Regions from separate parts of the Macaca mulatta genome. Here region 2 is linked to region 1. The links are chromatin contacts, called in public Hi-C maps. All regions are on one chromosome and are shown on one strand. Each heading gives the region's core, a stretch centred on a gene start, on an enhancer-like site or on the middle of the called end of the contact. The rest is flanking DNA. Distances are from core to core; before and after follow the strand shown. Region 1 holds the start of TMEM106B (transmembrane protein 106B). Region 2 overlaps THSD7A (thrombospondin type 1 domain containing 7A).

Evidence for each region. Hi-C and Micro-C count contacts between places; a contact is called where the count stands out from the background.
Region 2: a contact with region 1 is called in a Hi-C map of fetal cortical plate, with 4 times the contacts expected there. The contact joins the enhancer-like site here to the promoter of TMEM106B in region 1. A contact is called at or near these places in 2 of 14 Hi-C or Micro-C datasets (fetal cortex germinal zone and fetal cortical plate).

Annotation. Positions count from the first base shown.
Region 1 is chr3:116,160,789-116,167,405 of T2T-MMU8v2.0, forward strand. TMEM106B (transmembrane protein 106B) reads right to left here and starts at 3,309. Exons shown (of 8, transcript NM_001193700.2): 1 at 3,087-3,309.
Region 2 is chr3:117,003,615-117,010,231 of T2T-MMU8v2.0, forward strand. THSD7A (thrombospondin type 1 domain containing 7A) reads left to right here. Exons shown (of 28, transcript XM_015134011.3): 14 at 3,730-3,908; 15 at 6,193-6,198. Among named protein-coding and RNA genes, the nearest start is that of THSD7A, 440 kb to the left of the region's middle. Within about 2 kb of position 3,612, at least 3 of the 40 cell types and tissues checked have an H3K27ac peak or open chromatin away from gene starts, as enhancers often do. A contact at or near this core is called in fetal cortical plate, where this site is marked.

The DNA.
Region 1 (6,617 bases), core at 2,059-4,558:
GGAAGGTTGGGGGGTATCCAGGTCATAGGTGCAAAGGTGGATTTAAAGATTTTCTAATGGCAATTGGTTGAAAGGGGTTAAACTCTACCTGAGGAGTTGAAGTCAGCAGAAAGAAATGCTTATAGTTAAGACAAGGGAGGAGGTTGTGGAAGCCAAGGTTCTTATTATGTAGATGATGCCTCCAGGTAGCAGGCTTGAGAGAGAACAGTTTGTAAATGTCTCTTATTACACCTTAAAATATTCCAGGCTCTTGGTTAAATCTCTGCTGGATTAAGGAAAAGATCTGGAAAGGAAAGGGGATTCTGTACAGAATGTGGATCTTCCCCACAAGAGACAGCTTTGCAAGGCCATTTCAAATAAATATATTTTGGGGTAAGATATTTTGATTTCTTTCAGGGCCTGCTATCTGTCAAGTGATTCTATATTAGAGTCAGGTTGGGATTTGATATCTTACTGCTACAAAGAGACTCTTTTGTTAGTTTTAAAATCTCTGTTTTCATCAATGCTGGTCAGTTGTGCCTGAATTCTAAAGAGAGGAAGGTATAATAAGGTATGTTCAATCCCCTCCGCCCACCTTTTCATCATGGCCAAAACCACATTATTAGGTTTACTTTGGAATGCCCTTAACAGAGAAGCAGGGTCCACTCAGTCAGTTGGGGGGCTCAGAATTTTATTTTTGGTTTACAGAACAAACTTTAAGAGAATGTTCAAACTACCTTTTGGATTAGGATAATATCCAATCAAAATAATGTCTGAAACAAAGGAGTCATTTACTAGAGTCCAGAAGTGTTTTAAAGAAAATAATGTGAAATGATATCCTACCATGCTTATGATGAGAATGGGCTTTCAAACATTAACATTTGACAAAAGTCTACATCTGCAGGTTCTCTGAAAAGAAACATGCAGGTTTCATTTTCCTTAGAATAAAATAAAAATACATTCTACCTTTTAACCAGTTGGCACTAAAGGCAAAAATTGCTTTGGGTAGATGATAGCTAGGTATTTGATGTATATGTCCAAGTAACTTCAAAACAGTACGTTTCAGCCTCTGAAAATTCATGCACCTTTGTGATAAATACAATCACCACTCTTCCATCCTTAAATTTCTTGCTTTAAACATTTAAACACTTGCAACAACAATAAAAAGCCCCGAAATTCCAAAATCATGCAAGTTTTTTTCATTCAGCAGTTGACAGAGTTAAAATTATGAAGCCAGTGTTCCAAAATATTAAATATAATTTACAAAGCAGCAAAATTTAGAATACTAACTTCAAACTTTTAGGATGAGAATATTCAAATAACATGGGAAAATTAAATACACATGTAAAAATCTAAGTAGAAATAATTAGGACTAGTGCCTACACAAAAATAACTTCTGCAAGTAGATAATGAAGTAACTTTATACTTAAGGTCATACCCTTTTAAAGCTGAAAAGAACTTAATAGTCATACAATACACCCTGCTGGCATTTTCCTGCTTATAACTTGAGAAAAAATAAAGTGAAAAAGTAAAACTTAGAAGTAACATAATTCTACTCCTTCTAAATTTGATATGTCTTTTATCGGTTCCTAAAAATAGATTACAGACATTAAGACAGATAGTATTTCTTTCAAAAATTCTCACTTATTTGATTAAACAAAACAGATACTCCAAATAAGTCAATTCATCCTAGAGTATGAAGAAACTTTTACTTTTTAGAATTGGCATGCCTGATGGGAGGTTGCTTGGTGGGTACAATGTGTGTTGCTCCAGTGTTGGATGCACTGAGGGCCCTGACTTCACTAGGAGGTCGTATATCAATGTAGCAAATTGCACTTGTAGCAAATTGCCCATGAATATATATACAAAATAAATACAAAGATAAAAAAAAAAACTCGCATGCCATCCACTTGTTGCTGTCAAACAGAATAAAAAAAATATACAAATGGTGTGCAAACGAAACTGTAAAATGCGATTTTCACTCTTTAAAAAAAAAACAACTATGTATTTATAAAAATAATTGCCCACATTAAAAATACAAATGATTTATGACTTCTAAAAAATCATTGTCTTAATTTGGCTCAATGACACAATACCCCGGTCAAATCAACACCTGCCAGCCACAGGTAGGTTAGAGAAGACTTAACATCACTGTCCCCACACAGTGACCTTGGGGTCTATGCGGAACACTAGATGAACTGGGATCACTGGGCCTTACCAGCAAGGTCTTAAGGGCACCCTTTCAGCCTTAGAGGCACCCTTTCTGGGATCTCAGTCAACACAGCCAGGGTGTAAGCTGCATCTTACTGGAGGGCGTTGAGAGAAAAGACACAGAAGGGAAAACTCAAGTGGCTCTCCGTTTGGGCCTGTTTTCTGTCCTAATCTAACAGCTGCCGTGATCGATTGTTTTAGGTAGGTGTTTGGACAAGTGCTAGACTTTGTCAAAATCTGGGAATCCCTTGCCTTCTCTACTAGATTTTCCTTAGAGAACTGACAAGTTTAACCACTTTTATTCTTGGAGACTCAATGGTTTAAAAAAGGGGTGCTAGACCCTCTTCTCCAACCTCTCGGTGCTCAATGTTATTATAGCGGTTCCTTCCTTTACTGAAAGCCAACATGGATATCAGACTCAATTTGGAGAGAAAAAATATATCACAGCACTCCAATTTAAATGGCTCCTGATCGTCTGTGCAGACACTGGTTTTAGTTCTAAAAGGGCTTGAGAACGAAGGAAACCAGCGCCTTTAAAAAGCTCCATAAACAATACCTAGCACAAAGTCTACTCTGTAAAGCTGAAAAATAACATCCCGGCACCACGGCAAGAAAATTCATCAACAGCAAAAGCAAGAGAGCCACCTGGCGCTCAAGGGGTGAGGGCCTAGAGGCAACCCAGAGGCCGGGCTTGGGCCGAAGCCCGGGTTCCCTGGCTGGGCCTCAAAAGAGGCGAAACAGCACCTCGATCTCGAGCCCTGAGCGCCGCCGTACCTGCGGCAGGCCCAACACCCAGGCGGCCTCCCCTCCTCGTCAGGCCCGGCTGAAGCCGCAGCACAGCCGCTCAGCCCCGCTCCGGAAGGGGACCTGGGGACTGCACGTCCGGGGTCGCTCACCGGCACGCGGGGCGCTGCGCAGTCCCGGGCTGCTTCGGCGCTGACAGGGCCGAGGACAGGGTCACGGAGTCCACAGTCCCGGGAGCCGGGGGGTGGAGCGACCGGCCTGGAGCGCGCGGCCGCCGCAGAGCTGGGACGGGGGAGGGGTAGAACAACGACGGCATCAGCAGAGGCCAAGCGCCGCCGTAACCTGCTCCCGCGCCTGCGCACAGTGCTCCCGGAGGGGCGGGGGAGCCACTGGCGTGCGCCTGACGCATGCGCCCTTCTTCCTCCTGCTTGAGCCCTTAGGCACAGATCGTGTGAGATTGTGCGCTCTCCAGGTTTCATTACCTTGGTGTCCCCCAGACTTCAAAGTAAAGTGTGTCCACTCTAGCCACGGATTACCTAGGAATAGTCACTCTTCCTTTTTCCCATGTCAGACCATTTTCTTTTGCAAAGGGGAAACATGTGCACCATCTGCCTCAGCTTTCAGCTGAGCAGCCTCTTTGCTCACGCAATGCGATTTGTCGCTGACACTCTGGTCTCTAGGAATGGGATAAACTGGTCCGTACACACGCCGCTGACAGAAGCAAAGCTACTTCTATTTTAATTTAGAAACTTGTCAACTAGAAGGAAACACCAAGCGGCAAGGCCGTATTTTTTGTTTTTGTTCGGTTTCGTTTTGCTTTGCCCACGCTGCTCCTCCCCACCCCTTAACTCTGGTGCTAGTTACAGGTGTGTGAAATCCCGCTTCGGATCCCAGTACTTCAGCTCTTCGCTGTGGGTGGGGGCTGCCCTCCCCCAATGTCTAGGTCATTTCACTTAGAAGATAAGAACAACGACAAAGAGTCGGTTTGAGGGATCAGTGAGATGCCGATAATAATATTAAGGGCACTCTAGTCTCATTGCCTGGGGAGAGTTGAACGTTTAATGAATGGTAGGCATTGTTATAGTCACAGGAGCAAGGAAGTGAGAGTCATATATTTCTCTCTTCTAACAGGATCAGTGTGTTCCGGCAATTGGGAAATGAAGCTATGTAAAAGTAGAAAATACAAGTCAGAGCAATATCCAATGTAATGTTTAAAAGGATTACTGTAGATCCATATGTGAGACAATGAGCTTTGTCATACAATGTTGTCGGAGATTTAAAACTCCTAAGTTTTCTGGCAGGCAGTCAATATGTATCAAGACTTAAAATATTCACATCGTTTGGCCCAGCAATTCCACTCTTTCAGAAGTATCCTGAACCAAATGAGACCTCTAAAAAGATTTGGGTATGAGGTGTGTCCATTTACAACTCAATGTCCAACAAGGGACATTGATAAAATCATTATTTTTCAATCCCTTTTATTTAGCCCATATTTCCAAAGGGGAGGGTCAGGGTGTCTTCCATTAACATTGTTTGAAATTTCAAAATTAATAGTTTGGTTAAAACAAATCAGAATCATGGGGGAAATTTTTTCTCAAAATTATTTACAGTCCACCTGTGGAGATATAATGTTCCCTTTAGAATTACTAAGTTTTTTAAATTATGGAATAGCCATCTATTGAGTATTTACAAAGCCAGTAAAAATCATGTTATAAGGATGTTATACATGGAGTGATATAAAATTAAAATCAGGATGCAAAGTATAGGATATGAGGTATTATAATAGGATGTAAAGTATATTCACATATAGATAACACATAGATATAAATGTGTATTACATATCTGCCTTGAAATATCACATATCTGCCTTGAAACTATTTATACAAAATATAAACAGTTGCCTGTAGTTTGAGAGCATGTGTGTATTTTCTTTATTATTGTTAAATTGGCAAATGGTTCTATAATGTAACATTCTTAAGTGAAAAAATTACTTTTTTTCTTTAATTCTTAAGGGAGTACTTAGTATTTTCTCAATTAACCTTATCATTTAACTTAAAACATGCTAGCCATAGCACAGTTCCTTATCCAAATTCCTGAAATTCTCATAGGAATAAGTCTTCCTAGGAGAATGTCTCTGTAAGAAGTAGTTTAGTGGCAGGGTTGGGAGCACAGCCTTAGCAGCCATATGGCCTGAAAATGAGCCCAGCCTGATAGAGATATACAAAATCTCTGTAAGAGTGTGCAAAATACTTAGCCCTCTTTATACCTAATTTGTATTATCTGCAAAATGAAGATAGTAATAATGTCTATCTCAAAGGGTTATAGATGGGAGCTGATACCTGCAGGGCAATCAGTAAATATTAGATATTATTAGGACAAATATATCATCCATATAACAAGGAAGTACTTTAAAGACAGATATTGAATGTTTGGTACATTTGTTCCTATGCCCTTATTTTTCATCAAAGCACATGTTGAAAGGAAAATTTTCTGAAAAGCTTCCAATTATTTGCTTGACAACGATTTCCTCAGTTCTGAGTTCAGTACTGGTCTAGGTGCTATCAGATGTAAAGGCTAATGATTTTAACAGTCTGGGATAAATTTGAATAGAAGAACATTCTTTCTTAATGATTTCTGGTTATATTTAGTATGGTGATGAAGCTAAGGGATTTCTCTAGGTTATACTAGATCTTGAAAACAGCCTTGTCTCTCATTTCAATTCTCTTTTATCTCCTTTAATGGTAAATTCCCCAAATACCCCAAATCCTAATAGCAGTCAGCCATAACTAAAATTTTTGCACAAATCACTTTTCTAGAAATTAGCTGTTAAAAATTATGATCAGATAAGGAAAATAATTATTTTGAAGCATATAATTTGTCAAATGTTAATATATAAGTCTCTCTCAGCTCACCCCCTTCCACTGTTATGCTGATCAGATTATGTTAGAAACCTGGTTAGGTTACATTGGAAACCTGGGGTTGAAAAGATTGAAGTTTTTCTGACTGATTTTCAGAGATAGTGCCTCAGATACATAGCACAGCTACCATAAGCAAAACTACCATTTCCCCCTGTGCCACCTGACTTAATTCACAGGCAGTAAACTCCTGACTCTATTGACACAACTTTGTCATTCCCTTTAATTTTAAAAGCTGAGGTCTGTATTAAATTCTGCAGATAACTTACCTATCTGAAACTCTCACTTATGTCTCTGTACTCCTTTTTAGGCAGGATCTTCTGTATTTCCTCAGTCTCATTCATCTTGCTTCACACCTGCCTGGAGCTAATCTCTCCCCATGTGTTAAAACTTTCTTTCCCAAATATCCAAATCATCTTTTATAGGGTTTTTGTCATAATCACAATTTCTAGTGAGAATAATTTTAGGAGTTTGATGACACTTAGGGAATGAATGAATTTATTGTGCTAGGCATTGTGTGGTTTATATCATCTAATTTTTACAGAAATGCTATGGATTAGGTTCTGTTATTATCCCATATCTTATTTCAAACAATGGAAATACAGGATCCAAGGTATTATGATTTGCACATGGCCACATAGCTAGCAACTAGAACTCGGATATTTTGACTGCAAAGCCACAGTTATTAACCACTGTGGCATGAATATCTGTATTAAATTTGGAAGAGTGAATTCTGTCTGCAACTTTTACTACACAAAGGTAAGTGAT
Region 2 (6,617 bases), core at 2,362-4,861, 840 kb after region 1:
AATACACATACCATCCAATTTATCAATTTCTCTCCTAGGAGTACACCAAACAGAAACGCATACATATGTCCATCAAAAAACACATTCTAGAATATCCATAGCAGCAATGTTAACAATGGCCCCATATTGAAAACTACCTAAATGCCTACCAACAATAGAATGAATAAATAAGCCATAGTATAGTCACACAATAGAATGTTACACATCAACTAGAATAAACAGTATTCAGCAATATGCACCAATATAGATGAAATGCACGTCACAACATAGAGTGAAAAGGCTAGTACAAATGGATATACACTATATGATTCTATTTACATGAAATTTTTAAAAAGTAAAACTATTCTACACTGCGAGTAGTCAGGATAGTGGTTGCTCTTCTAAGAAGAGGTAGTGGCTGGAAGGGAATACAGAGGAGAGTTCTGGACTATTTATTTCATGGGTGTGTTCAGTGAAATTTACATCTATGGAAAATGCACTTTCGTGTATGAAGACTACAAAGGTTAAAACAAATATCTCTGACAAATGTATAGGAGATATTACATAAAAAGATATGCCAGATATCTATCTTCCATTTTTTTGGTTCTGCCTGTATCTTACAGTAGCTCTTCCTAACTTAAGTCCTACACAATCACACAGACAAATGATTGAAAGTAAAACTTGTGAAACCTGAGTAAGCATGATGGATTATATTAATGTCAGTAACTTGAGAGTGGTGGAAGCTTGTATTTTTAACATGTGTCTCAGGTAATTTATGATTAGGCAAGGCTAGGAAATACTATATAGTAAATTAGTATTTTAACACTTTCAGTACAGGACAGTTGGGGCACAATCTTATAGATTAAATTTGCCATTTTGGTTTAAAGGTGGTCTGACTTTCCTGTAGTTAAAGAAATTAATGCTTGTTGGTTCTTTTTAAAAACCTACCCACGCTAAAAAGAATAAAATACTTAGAAATAAATATAACAAAATAAGTTCAAGACCTGTACACTGAAGACTATAAAACATCATTGAAAGAAATTAAAGATCTACATAAATGGAAATAAATTCCATGTGTCTGAGTTAAGACAGAAGTACTCCCAAACTGATCAACAAATTTGACACAATTCCTATCAAAATCATAGCTGCAATTTTTTGCAGAAATTGACAATCTTATTCTAAAATGTATATAGAAATTTGACTCAAAATAGCCAAATCTATCTTTAAAAGGATAAACAAAATAGGAAGACTCACACTTCTGGATTTCAGTACTTGCTACAAAGTTACAGTAGTCAAGACTATGGTACTATCATGAAACTAGACACAGAGATAAATGGAATTTAGGGTTCAAAACGAAATCGTTACATTGTGGCCAACTGATTTTCAACAAGGGTGCCAAAACAGTTCAATTAGGAAATAACAGTATTTTTCAACAACTGAAGACAGGATAACTCAATAACCACATGCAAAAGAATGAAGTTGGACCTCTAACTTTTATCATAAACAAAAATTAACTCAAAATGAAACATGCACCTAAATATACAAGCTAAAACTATAAAATTCTCATGAGAAAACACAACTCTAAACCTAGATGACTTTGATTTCAGTAGTGGGTTCCTAGATATAATACCAAAGCACTAACAACCGAGGAAAAAAGACAAACTGGTCTTCATTAGCATTTAAAACTTTTGTTCTTCAAGGAACACTAAAATTTTAAAAAAGAGACAATAACAAGTTTGACAAGAATTCATAGAAATTGGAACATGCATACATATCTTGTGGAATGTAAAGTGGTGCAGTCATTTTGGAAAACAGTGACACTTCCTGAAAAAGCTAAATGGGTTACCACATGACTGAGCAATTTCACTGTAATGTATATATTCAAGGGAATTGAAAATGTATGCCCACACAGAAGCTTGTAAACAAATGTTCCTAGCAGCATTATTCCTAGACAAAAAGTGAGAACTCGAATGTCCATTAACTGATGAGTGGATAAACAATGTGAAATGTCCATACAATGAAATATTATTCAATCATAGAAAGGACTGAAGAACTGATACATGTTATAACATAAATGAACCTTGAAAACATTGTACTAAGTGAAGGAAGCCAGCCAGGCATGGTGGTTCACACCTGTAATCCCGATACTTCGGAAGGCCAAGGATAGCTTGAGGCCAGAAGTTCTAGACCAACCTGAGCAACACAGTAATACCTCATCTCTATTAAAAAATATGAAAATCCGCCTGGCATGATGGTGAGCACCCTTAGTCCCAGCTCAGCTACTTAAGAGGCTGATGTAGGAGGATCTCTTGAGTGCAGGAGGTCAAGGCTGCTGTAAGCTATGATGACACCACTGCACTCCAGCCTGGGTGACAGAGTGAGACATCATCTCTAAAACAAAATAGAAATAAGATCACGTAATGTTTTATTTCATTTATACAAAATGTCTAGATTAGGCAAATTCATAGAGATAGAAAGCAGATTTATGGTTGGCAGGGGATGAAGAAGGGGAAAATAGGAAGTGGCTGCCAGTAACCATAGGGTTTATTTTTGGAGTAAAACAGATATTCTAAAATTAGATGGTGGTGATGGTTGCACAACTCAGCAAACATACTGAAAACCAAAACATGAGATTATTTTTATGGAATATGAATTATATCTCCATAAATTTTTAAAAATCTACCTAGAGTTGCCTAGTGTCAACTGTTTACATTATAATCATTGTCAAAATCGAATCTCTGCTGTTGAGATAAAATGGTAAGGCAGAGTGTTTTCCTGTACCAAGAACACCCTCCCTCCACATTCAGACTATTATAGAGGACAATCGTGTATTTCATTCTTGACTAGAGGAATTTTGCTGTTTTCACATGTTTGCCTTGAGAATAATAGTGTTTAATTTGTATTGTGAAATGGCAAGTTTGCAGTTAAGAACTATTCAAAGATAGAATACTCCCATTTCCCAAAACAAATCTGTGCACTATTAATTGAATTGGTTGGGTGATTTGACGGAATGAGTACTGGATCAGACCTCAGAAAACTTTTCCCCATCCCTTACTGTGTAACCTTGGACTCAGTCAGTCATCACTCTGCATTTGTTTTCTTATCTGCCAGTTAGAATATCAATACTTGCACAATTCATACATAAGATTTTCAAGAGAATCAAATGGATATAAGATATGAAGGTGCCTTGAAAGGGACAGCATGTAAAATATGAGACATTACTTAACAGCCTTCATTTTTCTTCAGACTTTATTTTCAAAGGAGGAGAAAAACAAGATGCTAAGTTAAATGGTTCCTTTTGGGTACTGAGTGAAAGGGACTGGGATTTCTTAAGAAAGAATGTTGCATGGACTCAGAACCCTGAACTTGTGTGACATTAACAGATAGGGTTTTACAGAAAACTGTTATAATTTTTTAATGTGTCATTCTGTCAGCATGAGAATGATATGGCAGCAGACAGGTTATTGTCAATTAAACACGAGCTGTCAGTCAGAAATGTTGAAATATGGTGAGCATGAATCCTAAGCAGACCACATGGCAGCTGCTCAACTGTTATTTTAACAGAGTCACTGTATATATGTGACATTTTCCTGCAGAATTTAATTTAAGTCCCTAACAACGGAGACACCTCTGCATTTGCATGCTGCTGTCAAGTCAGTCTTGGACCTTCTAAATGAGCTAGAATAGTGGGTGGTAGTGGGAGAGTGACAGGTGGAGGAGATGACTCTTATCTCATTTTCCTTCACTCAGGTTACATTGAAGAGGCCTGCATCATCCCCTGCCCCTCAGACTGCAAGCTCAGTGAGTGGTCCAACTGGTCGCGCTGCAGCAAGTCCTGTGGAAGTGGTGTGAAGGTTCGTTCTAAATGGCTGCGTGAAAAACCATATAATGGAGGAAGGCCTTGCCCCAAACTGGACCATGTCAACCAGGTATTTTCTATCATTGACAGTGTTAAGATATTGTTGAGATTCACAATGATCTGATTTTTTTCTCCAAAATGGAGAACAGTAAATAATAGCTATTGAATAAAAAATTGACCCATTTTTACCATTAGAATGCCTGAATAAATACACATATGTTATTAAAATTTCAAATTAGACATATTATCTCTGTATTCTCTGGAGATTCCATACCTTGCAAGTATATGAATATGTATATAATTCAATGGAGAGAAAAATGACACCTATCTTTGAAATAATGTCAAGGTATTTAATCTGTCATAAGATTGTATCTAACATGTAGGCTGAGATTATCTCATTCTTATAGTTTCCCCAGACTGTCAGAAAAGACATCTCAATTACCAACTACTTAAATTAAAATCAAAGAAATAATATGGATTTGGATCTAAAATTAGGAAAAATATATACTGTTTGTTTAAATGTTTTTGATATAAAACAAATTGAGAAAACAACTACAAAGATGGCCTCAAAGTCACTATAAGTATATTATCAATTTACTGATTGACCATTTTCAGTTTTATTTGGAACTCTGACTTTTGATGCATTCTTTCTTACCTGCTGTTAATAGTTGTTATTCTGTTCTATTAGAAATAAAAAGAAAAAAGCCTAATGGAGGAATTGTGACTAATTTAAATGAAATGTACCCTAATCCGACAATTATTACCATGTTTGGCCTACAGGTGAATTAACAAAGAATAATTTCATATATTATGTGTGGGTGTTAAGTTGTGTATTTGAATTTAAATCACAACCAAATAATCAAGTCCTTAAATATGTAGAACTGTTTCACACATATATAGACTCATTTTAATCTCTAAACACACTGCTTACCTGTATACATACTTTACTTCCCAGATTGACATAACTTTGTTCATAATAAAAGTACATTGTAGAGAAAACAGAAAGACCTTTGGAATTAAGTAAATTAAGATGAAGATCGTGAAGAATTAAATTCTATAATAAGTACTCTAAAGAGTCTTGATTGTTCCCCAAGTGAAGTTGCTGATTTTATCTTTAGGTGCAATGGAGGGTAAATAACACACTCCCTTGCTGCCATCTACTGGTAGTTTAGCTTCCCTGTCACAGAGCATTTTGCGTTTCTAAGATGCTAAGGAAATTTCCAAAGAAGAAAATTCAGTTCAGCAACTATAATTATATAACTGTAAAACAGAATAACTGAACTAAAATGTTTATAATACAAAAGAATATCTCTCTACACATTTTGAAACCTTGAATTTTCAGTAGCAAATTTAAATTTTGATAAATTATGTATGATTCACAATCCTAAAAAGAGAAATTCTACACGTACTCATACCTATTTCACTTTAGCATGTATGTGTGCACCCAGTCAGATATGCAATTAAAATCTGTGTTTGCCTCAGATTTTCCTTAAGTGTGAATTTCAAAAGGTTCAAAACCTCAGGCCAAGTTGTCTTTGCTATTACTAGTGTTTAGCCTAAACCATTTGTCACTTTCCAACTCTAATATATTCTGATGCAGTTTGACAGGGGTATTGTGACTTGGTATCAGTTGACTGAAGGCTTATTGAGACATTAACAACCGAAAAATCAAAGCAAAAACAAATAATACATTTTTGAACATTTGAGCATAAATGTTCTGCATAAAAATAGAAACTTATATGAATTTGTGTATTAGTGAGATGTTTAGGGAAAATAAAAATGTAAAGATTCGTGTTAATGTTGAAAATTTTAAATCACATAGGTGTTTACTACGATTATACATTCCTCAGTAAAATAATCAGAAGCCCGTTGGCTTGAAAACGGTCTCTGAGTTTCTATTTTTCTAGCTGAGGAAGGAAGTACTCAAATCCTCATTTTCTACAAAACAGCTGAACTAATTAAGGTAAATCAATGGCTAGATCAAGCTACAAATATACTGATAGACAATAGTCCATTGACAAGTTGGATCACAAGTTATTTGCATTATATATCAATTTCCCATGCTATGTATTTTGAGGTCAACTCCGTTTTCCAAGATTGCTCCATCCTGCCCATCTAATTTTTTCATTGGCTCTGCTATTTACAATACTCATTTGTGTGTCTTACTTTTCAACAATAATAAGTAGTTGTGTATTATCTCCTATGACCTAAGAAAAATGTTCTAGTATTTTACCAAAAAAGTAGGTTTTTACATTTAAGTAATAATACTTGAAACTTACCACGAGTTCTTCTCATAGCATACTGACGTTTTATCTTGTTTCCTTTTTCATCATTCCTGTTGAACACCACTCCAGGCACAGGTAAGAACTCTTAAAACTCATGGTTCTTAATAGAATGCTTCTTTTCTAAAATTTCCTGGTTTCTGAGAACACATTTCTCTTCTTGCCTTGTCTTTTATGTTTTACAGGGAGAAAATATCACATTTTCCATTAAAGAATTTTTTCTCTAGCTGTTTTCTTTTTCTTTTATATCATAGTTACCTGTGTTCCTGTATTTCATATCCCTCATTGTAATATTAAGGACTGAGGTGAACAAGAGTTGGGAAGAACAAGTTTCACTTCGCTAATCTTGATAGGCAGTGACACCCGTTATTAATGGTCTTGTGCTTTTCAGAGGGAGAAGGAAAAAGTGCAAGTGGACTGAAAATGGGTGGGTTGGAGATTGTTCTGAACTGATCGGTATTCCCTTCAATACAGGCGATTAAAATAAAAGCCATCAA